Linked DNA regions of Mus musculus: region 1 is linked to region 2. A link is a contact called in public HiChIP or PLAC-seq data. All regions are on one chromosome and are shown on one strand. The core of a region is the stretch at or near the end of the contact, and the rest is flanking DNA. Distances in the headings are between cores, read along the strand shown. Region 1 overlaps Ell (elongation factor RNA polymerase II). Region 2 holds the start of Crtc1 (CREB regulated transcription coactivator 1).

The links. HiChIP or PLAC-seq counts read pairs in DNA pulled down with a chosen protein or histone mark.
Region 1: a contact with region 2 is called in an H3K27ac HiChIP or PLAC-seq map of microglia, with 3 times the contacts expected there. The contact joins the enhancer-like site here to the promoter of Crtc1 in region 2. A contact is called at or near these places in 1 of 484 Hi-C or Micro-C datasets (stem cell-derived epiblast-like cells), 2 of 115 datasets of contacts at active chromatin or transcription factors (double positive thymocytes and microglia) and 1 of 9 other capture datasets (adipose tissue).

Annotation. Positions count from the first base shown.
Region 1 is chr8:70,557,942-70,561,724 of GRCm38.p6, forward strand. The region is part of intron 1 of Ell (elongation factor RNA polymerase II); the gene reads left to right. Among named protein-coding and RNA genes, the nearest start is that of Ell, 20 kb to the left of the region's middle. Within about 2 kb of position 2,385, at least 122 of the 459 cell types and tissues checked have an H3K27ac peak or open chromatin away from gene starts, as enhancers often do. A contact at or near this core is called in adipose tissue, double positive thymocytes and microglia, where this site is marked.
Region 2 is chr8:70,437,885-70,441,500 of GRCm38.p6, forward strand. It overlaps Crtc1 (CREB regulated transcription coactivator 1), which reads right to left and starts at 1,689. Exons shown (of 14, transcript NM_001004062.2): 1 at 1,549-1,689. The coding sequence starts at 1,674.

The sequences.
Region 1 (3,783 bases), core at 1,135-3,634, 120 kb after region 2:
GCCTGGTGCTCTGCTCTCTTGAAATTTCCTCTGCTAGTTTATTGTGTTTAGCTTATTTTCTGAGATTGGGTCTCACTGTACAGTTCTGGTTGGCATGGAGCTCGATATGTAGATCAGGCTAGCTTCAAACACAGAAAAATCCACTTACCTCTGCCTTGAGTGCTGGGATAAAGGCTGCTCTGCTGTGCCTGGCTTATTCTGTTAGTTTTAGGTACACTCTCCCTGAAGGCTGGGCACAGCCAGATTCATTGCTGGAGCCCACCATGAACATGCTGTACAGAGCCTTGTGGAAGTGCAGAACCTGCTCACTTGCTGCTGCCAGTCTGCCCCATGTGCTAAGGCTTCTCATAGCATCCCCACCCTGCCTCAGTCCCTGCCCAGCTTACTCTTCTGCCACTATGGCAGGACACAGGACAGGGACTCATGTGCTGCTTTTGTCCCTTGAATCTTATGGCTAAAGCGGTTTGATGTGTGGTAGCAGGAACTGTGGCTGGACATACTCCGACAACAGATAAAAACATCTCAGACTGCCAGTGGGGCCAGGAACAGGAAAGCCTGCCCACATTTTTCCCCTTCCCCAGCTAGGCCCCACCCTTTGGTGATGCCACCTTTAACACAGCACCACCTGCAGGGACAGAGTGTTCAAACACTGAACTTGTGGGAACTATTCATGTCCAAACAAACAAGCTCGTATGTGCATTGTTTGTGTGAGGTCTGGTGAGTTCTGAGCCTTTGGTACAGCACCGTGCACAGTTCTTCCACTCTCCCATGCCTACCCTCTGTTCCTTCTCAGTCCCCATGCCCTGAGGCAGCTGATTGCTTTTGAAACAGGCTCACCTAGCCCAGTCCTGAAGTCTGTTTTGTGGAAGATGCCTTGAACTCACATCTCTACCTCCTCTGGAGTGCTGGGATGACAGTTTTGCGTTTCCACCTGTGGCATGTCCCTTTTGTTATTTAATGTTTATTTAATTTGATGTATGTGTGCCTGAGTCTATGTCCACACCATGTGCCTGGTGCCTTCAGAGCTCAGAAGGGGCATTGGATCTCCCAGAACTGGGGCCATAGATGGTTATAAGCATCATGTATGTACTGGGAATGGAACCCGGGTCTTCTGCAAGAGCAGTAAGTGTTCCTAACTGTTGGACCTCTCCAGCCTCTTGTTTCGTTTTTTTTTTTTTTTTTAAGTTTTATTTGTTATGTATAAAGTGTTCTGCCTGCAGGCCAGAAGAGGGCACCAGATATCATCACAAATGGTTGTGAGCCACCATTGCTGGGAATTGAACTCAGGACCTCGGAAGAGCAGCCAGTGTTCTTAACCTCTGAGCCATATCTCCAGCCTTTGTTTGGGTATTTTTGAGACAGGGTCCTTCTTTGTAGCCTAGGGTGGCCTTTCCCCTTCAAGGTACTGAGGATGCTGGGTCTGTACCATTAGGGTCCATCTATCCCATTATATGATAAAACAGTTCATTCATGTGCTCCATCAACCCCGGAAACACATGTACCCACATGATTTGAAAAACCATGGACATCTTTGTTTTTCCACTTTTAACACGTGCCTTTAATCCCAGCAATCATCAGGTTTGGAGCTCACCTGGTCTTGAGTTCCAGGTCAGTCAGCATTGCACAGTGAACCTCTGTCTCAGAACAGAGCAGAGAAGAGCCCCTTCTGGAGTGGTTGGCTCTGTCCCTCAGAGGCAATCGATCCTGTTCTCCAGGCACACACTCCTGTCTGTACTTTTTTGGCCACAGGAGTGCTGGGATTCCAGATGTACATCGCTGTGTCTGTGTTTTCATCCATGTTCCTAGGAGCCACCTTCCTGGTCTGGCCAGTGCTTTTACTCCATTCTGCTTGAGGCATTGTTGGAGATAGCATATAGCCAGGCTGGCCTCTGATGTACAGAGGCCTTGCCTTAAGTTTCCCATACCCTGCCTCTGCCTCCTGAGTGTGAGGAGTAGGTGTGTGCCATTGCCTTCTTTCTGTGACCTCCACTCCCCTGAGGCTGTGTAGAGGAGTGAACTTTTGGGACCTCAAGGTAGCATCTTAAGGAGACTTCACCTGTGGCAGTGGTGATGCCACATTTGCACAGTGGTGCTGAGAGTTCCATTGTGTCCTAGCTGGCACTTAGTAGTGTCAATAGCTTTGGCCATTGTCTCACAGTTTTGCCATGACGTCTCACCATCATGGGCATAGACTTGTTGTCATAGACTACAGTGAGAGTCAACTCCTGCCATCTGGCTCCTGGGTTGCCCTCATGGCCAAGGGCAAGGAGTGTTCAGCAAAGCTGCTTCCTGCCCTTGAACTTAAGCCAGGAAGAAGGCTGTTGCCAAAGGAAGGAGGAAGTGTGTCTGGCTGCTGTAGGCCTGATCTTTGTAGATCCTACTACTCTGGGCCCTCTGGAGGGCGCTTCTGCCCTGCTGAGCTGCCTGAGCCTCAGCTCTCTTGAGTGTGATGCACATGGAACATTGATGAGGACTGCCTCTCTCCACAAGACACACTGGTGAGTCCTGTGACATCTAAGTATCTGCCTGTGGGACAGGTTCCAGGTTCTTTGGGACCATTCTGGAACTCGTGTTCCTATAAGGCCTTTCCTCCCTGGCTGGCGCTGTGTACGTTGAAATCCTCCTCGTAGCCAGAATGGCCGAGAAGCATCCAGTTATAGGCAGTTGATAAGCTGGTATTGAATTCAGGAGCTTGTGGCCACACCCCTCTCTAGAGACCCCCCCAAGTGTCTCTGACTCGTGCACCAGAGACCAGCCTTTGTCTAGGATTGGGAAAGCAAGTAGGTGTGTCTGTGCACAGATTATCTCTCTATGTGTGTGCATGTGCACCCATGTGTGGAGTGTGGGTGGGTAGGAGGGCCATGTGTGTTCTGATGCAGCTTTGTGCCTGGAGTTCTTAAAACACTCTAGAGACAGGAAGAGCTATTCTTGGAGAACCAGCCAGCAAGTCACAGGACCCAACTGTGCCTGGTGGCTAGGGGTCAGAGGACTCCAGAGCTGTATGTGTGGTCAGTGTCATTGTGTACCTCCTTTCAACCCATGCTAGGCTGTCAGCTCAGGAGTTAGCACTGTTAGATGGGCTTTTCTAACACTTGTGCCCACTGTGCCTGCTGACCATGAGATACCACCTTGTTAGGACAAGGCTGTCAGCATACCAGGAGTCAGCCAGGTAGACAGCTGCAAGAGCAATATACAGTGGGAACACTGGCTTCATAGCTCTGTGTAAGCCTCACAGAGGGCTCAAGACCAAGCTGGTCACTGTCTGAGCATTAGAGCTGTGATGATAGATGCCCTAGTGAGATTTCCTTCTGAAGACTCCTGCAAAGCTGTTGGAGGAGGCTAGAGCTTGTTGGAGGGACCTTGAGATCTGAGGTTGTGGAGACATAAGCCACAGGGAGTCTTGGGCTTGCAGGCTGACAGGCATGCATTCCCTCGATCTTCTCAGGATTCTCCTGACCTGATAGAACTGTTGAGAAACTTCCCAAAAGTGACTTTTTTGCAAGGTCAGTTCTACTGCAGAGTCCCAGAGCAGAGCCCAGCTGCTTCCCTTCATACTTTTCACCCTGAAGATAAGCCCGTTTTTGTCTGAAGACAGATGATAAATGGATCCAAAGAAAAACTTGAGGAGTCCAGCCTGCAGTCCTTCCTGCCATCCCCTTAGCTTTGCAAGTGCTGTCGACACAGGGACATATGCCACAGCTCCAGTAGGCGGGTATACCAGAGAACTTACCTCTCTTTTTGTTAAAGTTGGGCCTGCTTGTCCTAGCTGGCTTTGGGTGAGAA
Region 2 (3,616 bases), core at 439-2,938:
TATGAAACTCTTTGTTCTGGTTACACTGCAAACATTTGACACCAACTGTATGCAGACACCTACTATGTGCTAGAAACAAGAAGCAAACTCAACTGCCCTGTAAGTAACACAGGGATGGTAACACTTTTTGTTTGTTTTGGTTTGGCTTTTGGAGACAGGATTTCTCTGTGTAGCTCCTGCTGCCCTGGAACTCACTCTGTAGACCAGGCTGGCCTTGGACTCAGAGATCATCCTGCCTCTGCCTCCCGAGTGCTGGGATTAGTTGTGCACCACCATCTCCACCCGGCAGATGATACACTGTTTATTTGTTCATTCATTGCCCTTTCTCAATGCCTTTCTCAATACACTGAGGGAGAACATGCCCCCCTTCACCCCCCTCCCCCGCCCCGAGGGCTTTGGGGACAGAGTCTGATTGAAAGTGAGAAAACCACCACATTCAATCACTCACTTTCGCCTACGATGCCACAATCTTGGAGAAACAAGCAACTGACTATAAGATTACCTGACCCAAAGGTGCCCACTGATGAATCCAAGCCTCATGTAAGTACCCCTGGCAGGTCACATGGGACTCAGAACCCAGGTCTGAGGGTGTGCAGAACATGCCACACACCAGCATCACCTCCTTCACCCTTGAGGAAAGTCTGATGACACACACTTGACATGGAAGGATAAGGCTCCGCATCCACTCCACTTGGCCAAGAACCTAGCAAGGCCAGCTATGCCTGTCAAATGGCCCAGCCACCCAGTCTGTTGGCAGCTGTTCCCTGTCATGCATGGGAACCAAGCAGCCACCTCTATGCTGACTCCAAACATGGAGGAGGGATATCCTCAGCTATCCAGGAGGGATAACATCTCCTTCACGGCAGAAGTAGGAGTACCAAGGAAGGCACAGGTGACAATGATACAGTATCACCTCCTCCTCAGGTGCCAATGGAGTGACAACTGTGCCCTCAAATAACGATGAAAGGACCCCTTTCCTTTAGGTAACAATGAAGGGTGACAACCGTCCACTCAGGTAGCATTAATGGAGACCTGTCCACTCAAGTAGCATAAAGGGTGACAACTATCCCCTCAAGGTAGCAACAATGGGGCCACTTATCCACACAGATAACACTAAGGGAACAACTCTCCCTGAAGGTAGCAAAGATGGTGGCACCTATCCCACCAGGTAGCAATGAAGGGTGACACCTGCCCCACCAGGTAGCAATGAAGGGTGACACCTGCCCCCTCAGGTAGCAATGATGGAGTCGTAGGTCCTACGAGGTAGCAATGATGCAGTCCCTGTACCATCAGGTAGCAATCAGGGGGGTGACACGTGTCCATTCTGATAGCTATGATGATGGCACATGTCCCCTCAGACAACAATAATAGATGACACCAGTCCACTCAGGTAGCTGCGATGGGACCACCTGTCAAGTCCAAAGAGCAATCTCGCGAGCAGCCGCTCAGCGCTGTGGCGGCGTGGGGACACCTGCGGCGGCCGCAGCCCCGCCCCCGCGTCTCTTCCTCCTCCCCTCCCTCCTCCCCTCCCCTCCCCCGCGCTCTCACCCGCGCGGCCCGCGTCAGGCTCAGGTCCTTCATGACCTCCTCGAAGGCCGCCGTCTCCTCCGCCTGCTTCTGGTTGTGCAGTGCGATCTTCTCGCTAAATTTCCGCGGATTGTTCGAAGTCGCCATCTTCTCGCCGCCTCCTCCTACTCCTACTCCTCCTCCACCTCCTGGCCCCCCCCACTCTCGGGAGCCACCGCGCAGGCGCCGGCCGGGCCCACGGCCGGAGAGAACGCGCAGGCGCAAGCACGGCCCAGAGCGTGGCGCCGGCGCGCGGGAGAGGCGTGTGGCGTTGGGGTGAACACGCCTGCGCGTGCCTGGGCAACGCGTCGGGAGCCTGGGAGGGGCGTGCCTACGCAGGCGCACTGCAGTGCGCGTGGTTCGCTGGACAGCGGTCCGGGTCCTGTCCCATCAGCGAGGGACTTGAGTGGCAGAGGACACGGCAGAACTGATGCCTGCATTCACTGGACTCCAGCATTCGCTGAGGACTTGTTGGCGCGCCTGCTGTATTCCAGGGCACAGGCATGAACAGAGTGGGCCCTGGGCTACACAGCCGGGGAAGGGAGCAGACTTCCTACCAGGAATTGAGCAGGGGTCCCAAAGTACAGTTCCTGGGCAGAGCCTGACTTGGCACACAGAAGCCGGGGTTCGGTCCCCAGCAATACACACACACACACACACACACACACACACACACACACACACACACACCACACTTATAATAAAGTTTCAAATGGGAGAAATGTGCTGCGCCTTCTAAGAAAAAAGACAGTACTGGCCATGATGGTACGACCAGCTGGAGCCAAGGGGATGGGGAATTCAAGCCACCCTTACCTGTAGAGTGAGTTCAAACCAGCCTGTGACACAGGACACGGAGAAAAAAAGACAAATGGGGGGGGGCTCTCTGGAAAGATGGAAAGATTGCTCAGAGACTAAGGGCACCTGCTGTCCTCGAGAAAGACCTGACTTTGTGATCCCATGGAATAGCTCATATGCCCTTGCAACTAAGGTTCTAGAAATCCAACGCCCTCTTCTGGCCTTGGCAAGAAGTTAAATATACACATAGCATGTGCACACACACACACACACACACACACACACACACACAGAGATACATAGATAAATGTTTTAAATTTAAAAATATTGCCAGGCAGTGGTGGCACACACCTTTAATCCCAGTATTCAGGAGGCAGAGGCAGGCAGACTTCTGAGTTCCAGGCCAGCCTAGTCTACAGAGTGAGTTCCAGGACAGCCAGGACTACAGAGAAACCCTGTCTTGAAAAAAAAGAAAGAAAGAAAAATTAGAGAGCTAAGGTCAGGCATAGTGGCACGTGCCTTTAATCCCAGCAGAGGCAGGCAGTTCTCTTTGAGTTCAAGGCCAGCCTGGTCTACAAAGCGATTACCCAGTCAGGGCTACACAGAGAAACCCTGCCTCAGAAAAAAAAAAAAGAAAAGAAAAGCAAGCAATAAATAAATAAAAACAAATAGAGCTAGAGAGAAGGCTCCGTTATGCTAGCATTTGCTGTACAGGCACACACATTAAAGTTTGGCGTGGCCATTGAGTGCTGCAGATAGGGGACTGGCCAATCACTCTACTGAAAGGGGAGCCTCACGTTCCATTCAGTGGGATGCTCTGCTTCACATGAAGAAGTAGAAGGGATCAGAAAAAGGCACACATGTCTGTGGCACACATGCACACACACACACATGCTGTGCTGAAGGAGACTGTATGAAACCCAGACCACACAGAGGAAAACAGAGCCTCAAGGTGGTAAGACTTTGAACTGTGTGAAGCTGGAGACACAGGCCTTTCCGCTACTGGGGCCATTGTGTCCTTCCAAATTTACTTAGGTCCATCTTTCCTACCTGGCAATGCCTGAGACCACCATCTCTGCCAGGAAGAGGGGAGATGGGACACACTTCTGTCTACCAGCTAGTTCTCACTATTGTCCTGAGAGGTCAAAGGCACAGACAAAGCCTACAGCTGCCTGGAAGGGGGACCCCTGGCTATAATTGGGCTCTGACTGTGATCCTGGCTGTCTCCCATGGCTTTAGAAGGCTTTAGTGAAAT